2 separate regions of the Sus scrofa genome follow, and region 1 is linked to region 2. A link is a contact called in public HiChIP or PLAC-seq data. All regions are on one chromosome and are shown on one strand. Each heading gives the region's core, a stretch centred on a gene start, on an enhancer-like site or on the middle of the called end of the contact. The rest is flanking DNA. Distances are from core to core; before and after follow the strand shown.

Region 1 (7,097 bases), core at 3,449-5,948, 80 kb after region 2:
AAACCTAGTGAGAGTCAAAGCCAGGTGGGGCTGGCGCAGGCCCACGTGAGGCGCCCGGAGCTGAGGATGACCTGAGGGTTGCAGAAGGTGGACCAGCAGCTTGGGACCTGGAATGAACATCGCTTCCTCCACTCTTGTATCACTTTTCTATGTCTGAGTTTCCTCAGAGTAAAAGGACGCATGAAATCACCAGCTTCATGAGGTTGCTGGTAATGCACACAGAACATGCAGTCAGCACTCAGCAGGGGCTCTTCCCTCCTGGACTGTCCCTGAAAGCTGCCTTTATGGGAGGGGTGGCCCCCGGGGAGATACCTGGCATGCCAGGTCCCAGCATGTGCTGCGGAAGGGACCCCAAGGTACCGAGGACAAGCGTGTGACTGCACCCTCCCACTCATAACCACAGACACCACGGGCAGCTGGGCCGTGGGCCAGGGCAGTGGCGGGTGGAGGTCAAGGTCAGCCTCCAGGGCCCTGCTAGGTGATGCCCTACCAGCCACTGGCCCTTGCGAGCCTGGACCCTGGGCACGTTGCAACCACAGTACTTTCTCTGCCATCCTCCTGGTCTGATTTACTCCAAGCACCAAGAGAGCTCAGGTGGACCTAACAGCCTGTGAAGTCAGCCTCGCTCACGGCTGTGTGCAGCGTGAGCCCGTTGCCCCAGTATCTAGTGTCCGAGCTCGGTTTTGGACTTGGTGAAAGGCAGGGCAGGAATGATGAGTTCTTTAATCTGGAACCTCAGAGCCATGCTGACTGGTTATATTTAGAATATTACTGAACCTCTGCATTGCTGGAAAGAATTCCATTATGCAAACAAACCTGTTTCTGAGCCGGGGCTCTTTAGACACTGGGTCCAGAGCCTTTCAGGATTGAAGGGGACTCTCTCTTAAGGATGAGAACATGACAAACAGCAGCTACACTGCCAGCAGTAAGTTCCAGCAGAGATGAGTGTGGGATTCGGTTTCTGCTGTTTCCTCATTGAGTCAACAGTCCAGGAAACATCAGTGCATCTGGAGTGAAACTGAGCTCCCAGTGTTGGCCAGCGCCCTGGGGAAGGCAGGGGACAAATCCGTCACGGTCCCTGCCTTTGGGAACAACATGCCAGCTAGGGAGAGAAATTTAGGGAGACCTGAGGTGGTCACTCAGGTTCCCTAGAAGCAGCTGACCACACAGAAGCTACATCCAGAGAATCATGGTCCAGGCGCCCCAGTGCATATCCCACCTAAGTTCTCTGGGATCATCTCTCCATCATGGATGGAGGTGGGGATTTTTAAAGAAGGTTTCTTGCAATTTCCTGAAGGATGGGAACAATCATAGAGTATTGCAAGTGCTTCAACTGGTGGAACCAGCTCAAGGCCTCTCAAACTGTGTACTAATTGCCCTGCTCCAGAATTAGAGTCTAAATAAAAACTGCACTGGGCTTTAATTTGAGTAAAGCTGGTATTAATTGACACATTAAAACTGCACTTGTCCTTACCCCAAATGCTGCAGAGCCACAGATTTTCCCTTCTCCCTCGGCTCCTTGTGTCTTGGGAGAAGCTACTTTCAAGACACAAACGGCCTTCTCTGTGCATCACAAATAACCATATTCAGGGACACAAAGGCCAACTGTTGTAAAAATATTAGTATTCAGATGCGCCTGCATTTTGTTAATGCATTTAATCATGTACAATACAGCGATTGTTTCCCCTTCATATTTGCATGAATTCATACTAGCCACAGCATCTAAGGCACAGCTAGAAAATCAGACTCTTTCTGCTGCAACCTGTAAATTAACGTTACATCCCTGCAAACATCTACAGCTCTGCACCGGTCGCAGCATTGCCCATGCTGCTTCTGCACCTTGCCACGATGCACTGAGAGATCTGACATGTGATAAATATTGGAGTTCTCATGTGGTTGACTTGATCAGTGGTCGTCAAATTGTGCTGGACTCTAAAGGCCTGTGGCGTGGCTGGTGTTAGGTACCCCCACTTAGGAGCAGGATTGAGACCCCAGGATCCTAGGGTCTGGCTCTTTGCCTGGTGCTTGGTCTCCAGCAAACATTTATGCTAGCCACTGGGAGTAAGTTATTCTTCTATGGAAACATAGGCCAGTGTATTGACTGCATGATGCGTGTCATTCCTGGACAGTCTCTGGACTCCTGCGATTTTGCTGAAAGAGTGAAAAACCATTTGGCTTTTGTTATCTATGTATTTGTGAAAGTAGGTGCACTATGAAAACGTCCACAGAGACATACAAACAAGGAAACAAAGCTCCTTGCAGTCATCCCCCATGCTGGCTGTCCCTTCCTGCCACCTCAGGACGGACCTTGGCTCTGCACCCTCTCTCTCCTTTGGACCACAGCCCCTCCCATCAAGGTCTCCTGCACCTTGCCCATCTGCAAGCTGAGCCTTATTCTAACTCTAGTCCCACCCACACCTCCTTCCTTGGCTGGCTGAGGCCACTTTCTGAAAAAAGGCCATCTCTCCCCCTGGAAGCTCTTGCAGTCTGGCTGGCCTGTCTCTTTTACCATCCCCCCCACGTACCCTTCCCCATCACCCCCTCCCTTCCCCCATCACTCCCCTCACCTCTACCCCAACCTACCCCCTCACCCTTACCCCCTCCTCCCCATCTGCTCCCCTCCCCCATCATCCCCACCCCTACTTCCCATCATTCTTCCTCCCCCTCCCCATCCCCTCCTCCCTGCTCCTGCCCCTCACCATCCCCCACTAGCCATCTCCCTCTCACCCTAGGCCTTGCACCAGCTCCCTCAGGCTCCAGGCCTTTCTGCCTCTCCCTGGGGAACCAGCCAGGGTTCTTCGGGAGGATCCTTGTCCTGGGTGTCCCACTCCTCAGAGCACGCCCACCACCCCTCCCCAGTCCACACATGGCCCACACTCTCCTGTCACCCAGATGTCCCCTCAAAGGACTTTCCTGATGCCCCTCATTCTGCTTTCCTTTCTTAACATTACCTGACATGAAATTACACATTGTGTCTATTTCCTATGGCTGCCACAATGAATGACCACAAACTGGGGGACTTAAAACAACAAGATATCTTTTCTCACAGTTCTAGGGGCCAGAGTCCACACTCAGGAGTGGGCAGGGCCGTGTCCTCCCAAAGGCTCTGGGGCAGGGTCTGCCCAGGTCTCCCCACCCCTGCCTCGAGGTCCCAGCAACCCCTGTCTTGTAGACACATCAGGCCACCGTTAGCTTCCATCAACACATGGCCTTTTTTCTGTGTGTCTCTGTCTGCGTCCAGAACCCCTCTTCTTACAAGGACACTGGTCATTGGGTTAGGGACCACCCTACCAGTGTGACCCCTTCTTAACTTGATTACATCTGCAAAAGACCTAATCTCCAAATAAGTCCACATTCATAGGGACTGGGGCTTAGGATGTGGACACATCATTTGGGGGGACACTATTCATAAGTGAATATTCATTATGACCCATAATGTTTGTTTTTACCTGTGTTCATGCGACAAAGACTACATCTTATTCACCCAGCACAGCACATTACACTTGCTAGGTGTCGGTAAGGATGCGTGGCTGGAGGGCAGGGGTGGATGGAGGGTGGGTAGATAAGTGGCTGGAGGAGTGGATGGATGGATGGATGGATAAGTGGATGGATAAGTGGATGGCTGGGAGGATGGATGGATGGATGGATGAATGGATGGATGTTGGTAAATGTCAGTGAACAGACTGTTGGGTGGTTAGATGGATGGATGATATTATAGGACAGTGTGAGGAAACCCACATTTTCCATAGACAGGTAATAAACTTTGGAGAGGAAACTATGACATTCATTTATACCTACCTTGTAACTGAGAGCAAGATGGATGCATTGCCATTCTTGAGAGCAATGCTGCATATTGTTGTAAAAAGCTAAGGGATGGAGGTATGTAACATGAAATACCCCATTCCCACTTAAACTTTCTGATTGCCGCTGCTTACAGAGGAGAGGCCAAATCAAAATGTCCTGAATAAGCAGTTCTTTCATGCAAGAGGCCTCTTGTGAAATCTGGAAACCAAAGAATTCGAAACGCCCCACTTCTTTAAGGCATGAATTGCAAAAGTCGTGGGAAGTCGCATTTTTACCAAGAATGCTAAAAATACCTGTTGTCAAATAAATGCTCCCAACACACTTAGCTTTTGCACCATTAGCCATTTAGATGATAAATGTCCCACAAAGGTGCCTGCGAGGCTCCCAGGGCAGCAAAGGGAGATTGTGTGCACAGCTGTGCTGGCTCAGGAAGGCTGGTGCCAAATCTGAGCACCTGAGGCAATTCCCAGGGCCTCTGAGAGCAGAGCCGCCCCAGGATGCTCAGGCCAGGGTGGGGTCCACCCAAGGCAGTGGGGAGCTGCATGGAGCACCATGGCGCCTGCTCATTCTGTGGATTTTGTAGGAGACGGCCGGTCCACCGGCCTGGGAAGAAAGCGGCATTGTCCGCGCCCCGCTTTGCACAGCCGTATTCATATCTCACTGTTGTTTGCAGGAGAGGCAGATGTGGAGCAGAACAATGGGACCCCCTTGCAGGACACAGCGGTGACAGACTCCAAGTGCACAGCGAACCCAAAGAATGCCTGGCCGGACGCCAACCCAGCTGACCCCGGGGGCCGCCCCCACTTGATCCGCCTCTTTTCCCGAGATGCCCCGGGGAGGGAGGACAACACCTTCAAAGACAGGCCCTCAGAGTCAGACGAGCTGCAGACCATCCAAGAAGACAGTGCAGCTGCTCCCGAGGGCCTGGATGTGATGGCGTCACAGAAGAGACCCTCCCAGAGGCACGGATCAAAGTACCTGGCCTCCGCGAGCACCATGGACCACGCCAGGCACGGCTTCCTCCCAGGCACAGAGACACTGGCATCCTCGACTCCCTCGGCCGCTTCTTTGGCGCTGACAGGGGTGCGCCCAAGCGGGGCTCGGGCAAGGTGAGCTCTGAGGAATAGAGAGCGTACAGGTGGTGCGTCCCCTGCGGTGTAAATGGAAAATGAAGGGAGTCCGCAGGTGAACCAGCCATTACAGGAGGTGCTGGCGCAGCATCTCTGCTGTCTGGGGAAATGTGCTGTCCTTACTGGGGATGCTTATGGCCTCTGGGAGGGGCCCAGGGCTCTGCCTGTGATGCTTCCACGTAGCTCACCCCCTTTCCCCTGCTTGCAAGGGAGGTGGTTGGAATGTGGCTCGGGAAGTGATGTGGGCGCTGCAGAAAGAGCACCGTGGGCTGGGGTCTTCTGTGTCTTCTGCTTGGGGGCTCTATGGCTGATTTCGCTTCTTTGGGGTTCAGTGTTGGGATATGCCCATTTTCTCTTGGACCCAGTGCTGCTGGCTTCATGTTCCATTACAACAATAATGTGATTGAGGACTTTGGAACAAACCCGAAATTTTAATGCGCCTGAAGCAGGCGTTCTCTTGTCTGAGTTGTTTAGGGGAAGCGGATGGGGGGATGAATGGGTGTGTCTATGAATCAAAACTGTATTATTTTGTTCTGTCATTAATTTGAATATAGAATTTGTGAAGTCCCATTATTTAAATGTTCTGTAGATAAAAACATACTGGTAGAGAAAAATGCTCCTATTGTGGTCTGGTTTGCAGCAGTGGCTTCTGGACTTGACTGTGAATAGACCATCTGTGGCTGATGTTTCACTGGAAGGCTAATCCCCAAGTGGCTATCCCGTAGCAAGTACATAGTATGCATGGCATCTGCTTTGTCGTGCATTGGATAGCTGGGTAATCTGGGAAGGGCTGAGGTTTTTCCAAAAAGCCCCTGGCTTTTTGTGTGTGCTTACAAAAGCCCTGAGATGAAGCTTTGCTTCTGGCTGCCCCAGTGCTTCTTCTGAAGAGGCTTCGGAACGAAAAAGCCTTTTGAGTGAAGGATGGGGCAGAGCACGTTGTGGTGGGAGTTGGGGAGTTTCTGGAATTTGCTTTGGTCTCTAACTACTATTCCTGAAATGATTGATGATCCTGAAGTTGTTGAAGATAAACCAAGACTTAAGCTCCACCTTTGGGACCGTGTTAAGGCGAGTTGAGGTTTTGGCAGGGCAAGTCGCTGATACCTGCTGGGGTCACATGATGCTTGGAGGCCTTCTTGGGAATAACACTCAGTGTTCCTTCTATGCTTATACAACCCATGTTCCGACTGGTTCCTTTGGCATCCTGTACTTTGGAGCAGTCTTGCCTCACCTTGAAATGTGGATCATCTGACCTGCTTCTAATGCTACTTTCAATCCAGATGCTTTTTAAAGCACAGCTATCAAAGCACATGATATTCTGGCTGCTGAATCACGTCTTGCCATGATGCAAAGCACCCCGTGTGCATGCACTGTTGCTAGTTTTGAAACCTGAAACTATTCTGCATATCTCAAAGAGCAGGAAAATATATATTTAAACTCTACAGGAGAGACTAAATAGCTGGATAGCACATGTTATAAAACAGGGTTCATTTCAGTGGTAATGGTGTAAGTTCAAATAAAATTGTGAAAGCATTTATGTCAGTCATTGTGAACTTATCTCAGGATGAATATATATTCTACCTACATGTTTTTCTTCCTTTAGGTGAAATTACAGCCTTTATTGCATTAAGTCTTATGTTTTTCAACATTTTCAAGGAAAAGAGTCCAGCCTCAGAGATAGGCATCCACTTTGTGAAAATGTTGCTAGATAATTAAGGATCCAGGGAAATCAAAATACTGTCATGGGATTTTAAAAAATAAAAACCAGGTTTAAATAATTGTTTTAGGGCTTTCAAAGGATCAGTTCTGTTCAGTACTGATTGCTGAATAAAGACGACTTAATAATGAACAGCCTTGCCCTTTGATGCCGAAGAAATTCATTGGTGTTTGAATGTAAAATCATAGGCAGAGCTGCTTATTGCAAACACAGAGGACGGATACATTTCTGTGGAAATTCTTTGCTGGAAATATACAGTGCAGACTTCTGGCAACATTTGTTCAGCTCATCTGTATTTCACTGTGGACTCTTTGCTTTCAAACACTGGAGGTGTGAGAGTAATACACTCTACACCCAGTGATACACCCACATGGCCTAGAAGTCTGGGGTATCTGTTGGTATGGGTTTGTTTTTCGGTTTCGATTTTATCTTCGCTTTGCTCTGTTTAT
Region 2 (7,563 bases), core at 2,816-5,315:
AAGGATCTCTTCTGAAGGCTGCTGGTGTCTCCTCCAGCTGTCAGAGGCCACTCCTCAGAGGATGGTGGCCAGGAGCCGAAGGTGATGGCCCAGGAGAGAAAAGCACACATTCTCAGCTTCCTTACAACCAGGCCCCAGAGGTGCAGGCCTGACACTGCAGCTGGGCAGCCACAGCAGTGCAGGTTCAAGTTCAGGGACACAGAAACCCCCCGCCAGACACTCAAAGTCACAAAGCAAGAAGGACATGGGTACTTGTGGGATGGGAGTGCGCTGGGGCCCCGGTGGGAAATGCAACTACCACACAGACTCATAGAGTCTTAGAGAATCTGCTTGTTAGTGCAGAAGACCCCTAAGAGTCAACAGGGATGTTTTCACAAGACATTCATGGTTGAGATCTCACTGGAAAACAGAAACCCAAAAGCAGTTAGAAGGTGGTTATCTATTGAGTACATTTCCATGTCAGATACACTGAACTGAGAATATATTTCTGTAATTCAGGAGTGACTGTGAGCTTATGGAAAGCTGTTTGCTTTTATTTTTATTAACAAAGTCAGGGAGCTGTCATTAAAGAAAAATATTTTATATATGTGGTACACTTTGTAGAACAGTTTGTATATAAACAATAACAACCAATTTATGGTAGAAAAATGTGTAAAAGATTCTGATTTTTCCCACACAATCAAGTCCTACAGATCTGTTTTCCTTTCTCTTTTTTCCCAAATAAAAAGAAGTGAAGTGACAAGTGGCTTGTGTGTGTGTGTGTGTGTGTGTGTGTGTGTGTGTGTGAATCTGTGTGGGGGGGAGGTTGTGGTCTAGAGTCCTCCCTCAAATATTTTCCTTGTTTACATAATTTTTATGTTGTACATTGTGGAGTTCATGAACCTAATTTCCTTGTAATCATGACCAGTGGAGTCTGTCTAGTTATTAAATGGAATTTTTGGTGAAACAATTAACCCTTAAGAGTGTACAAGTGGGTTGCCTACTTTGCAGCTACCACCAGGGAAAAATTAATGGCAAGGCAAAGATGAAAATGAAGTTCAGATCTTCTCTGAGCAAAACTATAATAACAAAGGTAAATCTCTTGATGAAGAAAAGTTTTAAAAAACTCAAAATGTGTGCAGTCTGGTCTCCTGAAAAGTATTTAAATTAATTTTCTTACTTCCTTTTAGTTTGGGTAATTTGGAGCATAACGAACTGAACCAAAATTTACTGAGTCTGTACCATGCATGAAACTTTGTGATCCTTGCTAGAATATGAAACGCTAAAGGCTGCTGCTTCAGTATTGGAAAGGCAGTGAGAGAGAAGGGAAAGGCCATGTGACTTTCTGAGAAATATCAGAGACAATGAGGCTTGGGTCATTTATTGTTTATTTGTCAAAAGACACCGTTCAATTTTATTCAACAAAATGAGTCTGTCATTTTGCCCATCTTCATGTGAAGTATGACACCACCACCCCCTGCCATGAGAAGCGCCCAGTACTGCTTCCTCTACCCTGGGTCCTGTCCCTGGCCTGGGAGAACTTTCAAAAGCCCACCCATCACTTTATTACATTGTGTTCCTTACTATCGCACATACATTTTCCTTGAAATTCTTATGAATTGAAGGCCATTATATCCCCAAAATATATGCATGGGGGAATTTTATACATACATTAAAAAGAGTCTTAGCTGGAGCTTGGCAAGCCTGACTTTGCAGAGATGGCTCTTGGCAACCGTGAAGCCTCTGCACAGCACAAAGCAGGACAGTCTCTGTAGTTGCTTGGAGCCTGGACTCTCCAGCCTTCCCTAACATCTGCAAGGTAGGAGCCCCAGTTACCCCTGGACAAAGCAAAGTGGCATTTGTGGGGAGGAGAAGCAGTTTGTGATGCTAAAACCAGAATCTACATGGGACCAGTTGTTGGCCTGAGCTTTAAGAAATATGGGGGAGGGGGGCAGGTAAGAGTGACTTGGGTCAGGAGCCTTGGAACTTCCCTGTCAGAGTCACTACCCTACTCATCCTGGGGTTCTTCTGAGTCCCTCACTTCCACCTGTCCAGCCTTGGCTGCAAGTGAGCTGAAGGCTCCCAGCAAAAAAGTGGAAACACAAACTTCATCTTCAGCAGCCATCCTCCCTCCTGACCCCCCACCTCCAACTCCAGAACCCCCCAGGCCAATCTTCTTAGAGGAAAGGATCAAATAGTGATGTGACAGTGAAGTGAGGTGGACACACTTCTCTTGAATCTCCAGCACCTGAACTTGAACGATAAACCCCCTGGGGTCTGTGAGGGTGTCAGCCCTGAAACCACACTGGGAGGTGGCTCTACTGGCCCCTAAAGCCGGCCCAGGGGACAAGGCTGGGTCTCAAGGGCACCAGACTCCCCCTCCCCCAATGAACAGTGTGGATTCCCAGGGGCTCCTTGGAAAGCTCAGATTCAATCCCCTGACCCCGAATCTAAATTGGTGGTCGCGTCTCTCCCTCCACCTCCTACTTTTCCACCATCAGGATGAGGCCGAAAGTCCAGGGGGAAACGACTCTGTGTAGGTGACTAATGTCCAACACCAGGATCCCTTGGACCAAGAGGATGACACCGACCCCAAGCCGAGGGAGAGATCATTCAGGCCGCAGGACCCAGGTTCGCCCGCTCCTTCTGTGCGTTTTCTGGTCTACTTTGAGCCCTCCTCGCCAGCCTCCTTCGGGAAGCATGCGCTCTCCAGAGGAACCCTACCTGTGAGCGGTGCTGCACCAACGCCACCCTGGTGTTCCCAAGGGGCCAGGTTTTGCGGAGTGCCCTGCACCCCGAGGCGGGGAAGTAGATTCTGGCCAGCGGCCACGGCGGCCGTGGTATGGGGCGTGGAGCCTAAACTACCGCAGTCCCTCCCAGCACGGTCGGGCGGGGTGGTTCGTAGGCTCCGCCACGCGCGGAGGCGCAAAGAGCCCGAGTTCAGTCCCGGGCAAACTCCGAGCCCGCCTCCCGCGTGTGCCCGGAGCCCTCGTGGCGGAGGCGTCGGGACGTGGACCTGGCCAGCGGGCGGCAGGTGGGCGGCTGGGCCCGGGGCGGCGTGTTTACCTGGCTCGCAGGCAGCCCGGGAGGCGGGGGAGGGAGGCGGGGCGCTCGGCCCCCGAGCAGCCGCCGTCAGTCGCCTCTGCAGCGCGCCAGCGAGGACGAGCCTTTGGCCCCGGCGGCCCGCGTCCCTGACCCGGAAGGCGGAGCCCTGGGACCCCGCGCTCCTGGCGCCTGGGGCCGGGGCGGCGGGAAGGCGGCCTGGATCCCGCGGCGCCCTCGGCCTAGGAGCACCAAGCTTAGCGCGGTGGGTGACTCTTGGGTGGGCAAGCGCCTTTATCAGCGCCCTCGGAGCGGGGACCCGGGCCCGGAGTTCCCCTGGGCGGCGGCGCAGGTGGCGGCAGGTGGCAGCCCAGGGGCCGCCGGGGCGGGGGGTGGGTGCGGGTGTAGACGCGCTCCAGAGCAGCGGGGCTGTCCCGGATGAGTGTCCAGATGTGGGCTCCCGTGGCTGGGGTCTCAAGAGTGTGGGAGGGGGTGGGGGTGGAGTTTCGGAGGGAGGTGACGAAGGTCAAAGAGGCCGCCCTGGGCGTTGCGGGGATGGGTGCTGGTGGCGAGCTTTCGAGCAGGCGGGGGATCCCCACAGGCTTAAAGTGCTTCTTAAAGACACACCTGGAGCCGGGCAGACGACCTCACCCTCCCGCCGTTTCCAGACGAAAACCAGTTTCCCTTTGAGCGTGGAGGGCGGTGACAGGCAACTCGCCTTGCTTCCGCCTTCGGGAGGCCTGGCCTGGCTGAGCTGCCTGAGCCCACCTGCGCCGGCCGGTACCCCACCTGCGCGCACCTGCGCGCACCTGCGCGCGGCGCGGTCCCCCTGTCCCGCGTGAAGCCCCTCTGGGCCCGTCGCTGGGTGAGCTGGCTCTGAGGGTGCTGTGTGTGCTGCAAGGTTCTACTGACGCCTAGGTGATTCTAGGTCCTGCGGGATACCGGTGACACCAGCTGCTTTCTCTTAGGGGCTACTCTCTCTCTCCCGTTTGGAAGGCGGAGTGAGATTTGGGAAACCCTTTCAGTTTCTTTGGGACTCAGTGGGACTCCGGCAGGAAATAGGCGTGTTTCGGTTCCCCATCCTCTGTTTTCCAATTGCGGCAATGTGAGAATCAACAGCATGTGTGCAGTTTTTCTCTGCCTCCGTGGAGGGCACGTGCAGCAGCTGGGATGTGTTGGGAGGGGTATAAACATGGTGGCGGGGGGGCGCTGGCTGTTCTGACATGGACATGAACACCTGGCCTAGAAAGAGAGTTTTTCCTAGGAAGGGGATTTTAGGATGCATCCTATTTAAGACCTATGGCTTTTGGAGAAGATTTTTAGCCCACCGAGGTCAGGGGGATGTTTTACAGAGTGGCCTGCAAGTTAGGGACCTCCCTATATTGGGCTCAGGCCTGTACCTCTGCTCCCTGGTAGGCCACATGAGAGTGCTGAGGGCCTCCTGGGACATGGGGACCCAGGTGTGGAGCCAGCAGGAGTCAAAGCAGATCTTCAGGAAAGGATGGGCCAAATGACCTGCAAGGGGCAGAAGCCTTATGAACCCGCGGCGTTCCTCCCAGGCCACGGGTGCTCGTCGGTAGCTGAATTTTTTTTTAAGTGGGATAGATCAAAACCTGAAGGGAGGAAATCCAGTTAAAAATTGCCATAAAATGTCGGTTAACAGTAACTCCCTAGGATTTAACTGAGTACCTTTATTAACCAGGGTTGAACAAAAACTGTTTGGTTCAAATGCACCTTAAAAATCTTTCTAAAGTATCGTATTTCTGTCCAAAGAGAAGAGCATTTAGAAAAGTTATTTGATCTGTGATTGACATGGAATCACTTCAGCCTAGCTTTGGTGGGGGATGGCCTCGACCATGTGCCCTGATGAAAGGCACTTGCTGAAGGTGGAAAAGAGTAGAGACCAGTCTTTTTGGTGATTTTTTTCTATTTCCTTCTGAATTTCTAAATGCTAATTGGAGGTATGTTGAACTTTTAGTTTTCTAGGTTCTTTAAAAAATTGACAACCATTTCTGTACCCAGGTAGCATTTTTGACCACTTACAAATTGCCAGCTGTCTTCTGAAAATGCTATTTCACCTGATGAATCGTCCTGATGCCAGGGGATACCCTCCTTTGATATAACTACCCTATTATTATCTTCATTTGGGGGGGCAATGCCCATGGCATGTGGAAGTTCTTGGGCCAGGGATTGAACCCATGCCGCATCAGTGACAATGCCAAGTCCTAAGCAGCTAAGTCACCAGGGAACTCCTACTCTCATTTTCACTGACTAGGAAACCAAGGCACAGAGACTCACAGGTGCCTACAGGATTAAGTTCCAGGATCCTGCCACCAGCCCCTCTTTGCTGCCCTGCAGACTGACAGGACACCTTGCAAACCTCACAGAGCTGCCTTTGGTTTCTGTCTCTTTAAAATTCCACTGCTCCTGAGTGGCCACACCCAACAAAATATGCTTCCTCTACAGGATGATTGGACTGTCACATCTCTTTTAGTCACCCTGTCCTAACTTCCTCAGTGAAGTTGTCAGTAAGGAGAGTCAGTTTCCTAATTCCTTGGTACGATTTTTAGTAAGTAGTCATTAAGCACTACATAAAGGAGGACACTTCTATTGGTCCCTTGGAGCCACGGAAGGAAGCTTAAATCAGCCTGAGTTGGGGGCCCTAGGAGCTGGATTTAATGCACAGTAATTGTCAGCAGAGACCCTGATGGTCCTGCTGAGCAGAGAGGCTGGATGAGCAGGTTTCCAGTCTCTACCTTAACATGCAGCCACCAGGCTTTAGCCAGAGAGACAGAGCCAGTGGGAGATACACATGAGAGATGGATCGTGAGGAATTAGGGCTGGAGAGGCTGCCCAGGTAGGAGGCTGGAGCTCTCAGGTGTGAGCTGAGGCCTTGTCCAAAGGCAGAACCACCCTCATGTCAATAATTTAAAAATTCATAACTATACATCTGGACTCTGTGAATACCAGAGTAAATGTGAAGCTCTGTTATTTAAAAAAAAAAAATAGATGGATGCCTAGAGAATGAAGGTAAACAGACTTAGGTGAGGTATCTGGGATGTATAAAACATTCTCAAATTCAGCAAAACACAACAAACCACCTAGAAGAAAAAGATGTGAGTGACTAGGCTGGTCTAGTAAGACATGAAAAGATGCTTAACCCACTAGTTCTCAGGAAATTGAAAATCACAACATCGATGAGATAATTGTTCATATCCCTCGTGCTGGTGAAAAAAATTAAGTTCTGACTATATTGAGGGTTGGGGAAGATTTAGAGAAGTGAGAACTCACTTGATCATGAGTAGAATGCAAACAGGACCAGACACCTTAGAGAATAAGCCATAAAAGCTGAAGATGGATATTCCCTATGACCTCATTGTTTCACTCCTAAGTGTAGCCTCCAAAGAGAGCCTGGTCTGAGTGCCTAAGGCATATGCAAAGGTTGCTCACAGAAGCAATTAACATTTTTTTAAAATTTTGAGATAAATGTAGATTCACATGCAATTGTGAAAAATAATACTGAATGATCCATATAGTAACGTCTTGCAAAACTCTAGTCCGAATCACAACCGGGAAATTAACACTGAGAGCCCATCAACCATGTTGGGATTTCAGATTTCACCAGCTTACGTGCTCCCACGTGTCTGTGTGTAGTTTTATGTAATTTTCTCACGTGTGTAGAATTGTGTGACTACCCACAGGTAGGACAGTTCCATTACAGGCTGCCCTTTATGGCCACAGACAACTTCCCCCTTCCCCCTCCCTACGCCCTTGGCAACCACTGATCTGTTCCTCATTTTCTATAATTTCATCACTTTTTGAATGCTATATAAAGGGACCCATGCAATATGCACCCTTTTTTGATTAGCTTTTTTCTCTAAATGAAATTCTCCAAGTTCTTGAGTGTACTAGCAGCTCATTCTTTTGTGTTGCTGAGTAATATTCCTTGGAGTCGATGCTCTGCCCTCCATAGTTTTTTGGTTTTAACCATTCACCCTTTGAGTGAATGTTTGGGGCTATTTGAGTAAAGCTGTTGTGATCATCCTTATACATGGTTTCTTGTGAACATAGTTTTCATTTCTCTGGGATAAATGCCCAGGAGTTCCACTGCTGAGTCATATCCTGAAAGCATGTTCCATTTTATAAGAAAGTGCCCCACTCTTTTCCGGAATGGCTGGACCATTTTACATCCCCCCAGCAGGTGCGAGTGATCTGGGATCTCCAGGATAGCATCTGGCATTGTCATTGCTTCATTTGAGCTGTTCTAGCAGGTGTGCAAAGATGCTTCAGTGTGATTTTCATCTGCTTTTCCCTCGCGGGCAAAGATGCCAGTCTTTTCACATGTGCGTTTGCCATCTGTATATCCACAGGTGAGCGGCTTGATCTTGTCTTTGCCCGTTTCCTAATTGGATTATTTGGTCTTGTTAATTCCTTGTATGTTCAAGATAACAGTCCCAGTGGTTTGCCGTTAATCTGTCAGTTTAGCTTGTCTTCAGCTTCTCCACAGGGTCTTTTGCAGAGAGAATATTTTTTATTTCAATG

What was found. HiChIP or PLAC-seq counts read pairs in DNA pulled down with a chosen protein or histone mark.
Region 1: a contact with region 2 is called in an H3K27ac HiChIP or PLAC-seq map of alveolar macrophages. The contact joins the promoter of MBP here to the enhancer-like site in region 2. A contact is called at or near these places in 9 of 47 Hi-C or Micro-C datasets (liver, mesenchymal stem cells, omental adipose tissue and 2 more) and 2 of 2 datasets of contacts at active chromatin or transcription factors (alveolar macrophages and skeletal muscle).

Annotation. Positions count from the first base shown.
Region 1 is chr1:147,644,818-147,651,914 of Sscrofa11.1, forward strand. MBP (myelin basic protein) reads left to right here and starts at 4,699. Exons shown (of 7, transcript NM_001001546.2): 1 at 4,699-4,824; 2 at 4,827-4,913. The coding sequence starts at 4,738.
Region 2 is chr1:147,565,501-147,573,063 of Sscrofa11.1, forward strand. No RefSeq gene overlaps it. Among named protein-coding and RNA genes, the nearest start is that of MBP, 80 kb to the right of the region's middle. Within about 2 kb of position 4,066, at least 52 of the 83 cell types and tissues checked have an H3K27ac peak or open chromatin away from gene starts, as enhancers often do. A contact at or near this core is called in alveolar macrophages, liver, omental adipose tissue and 2 more, where this site is marked.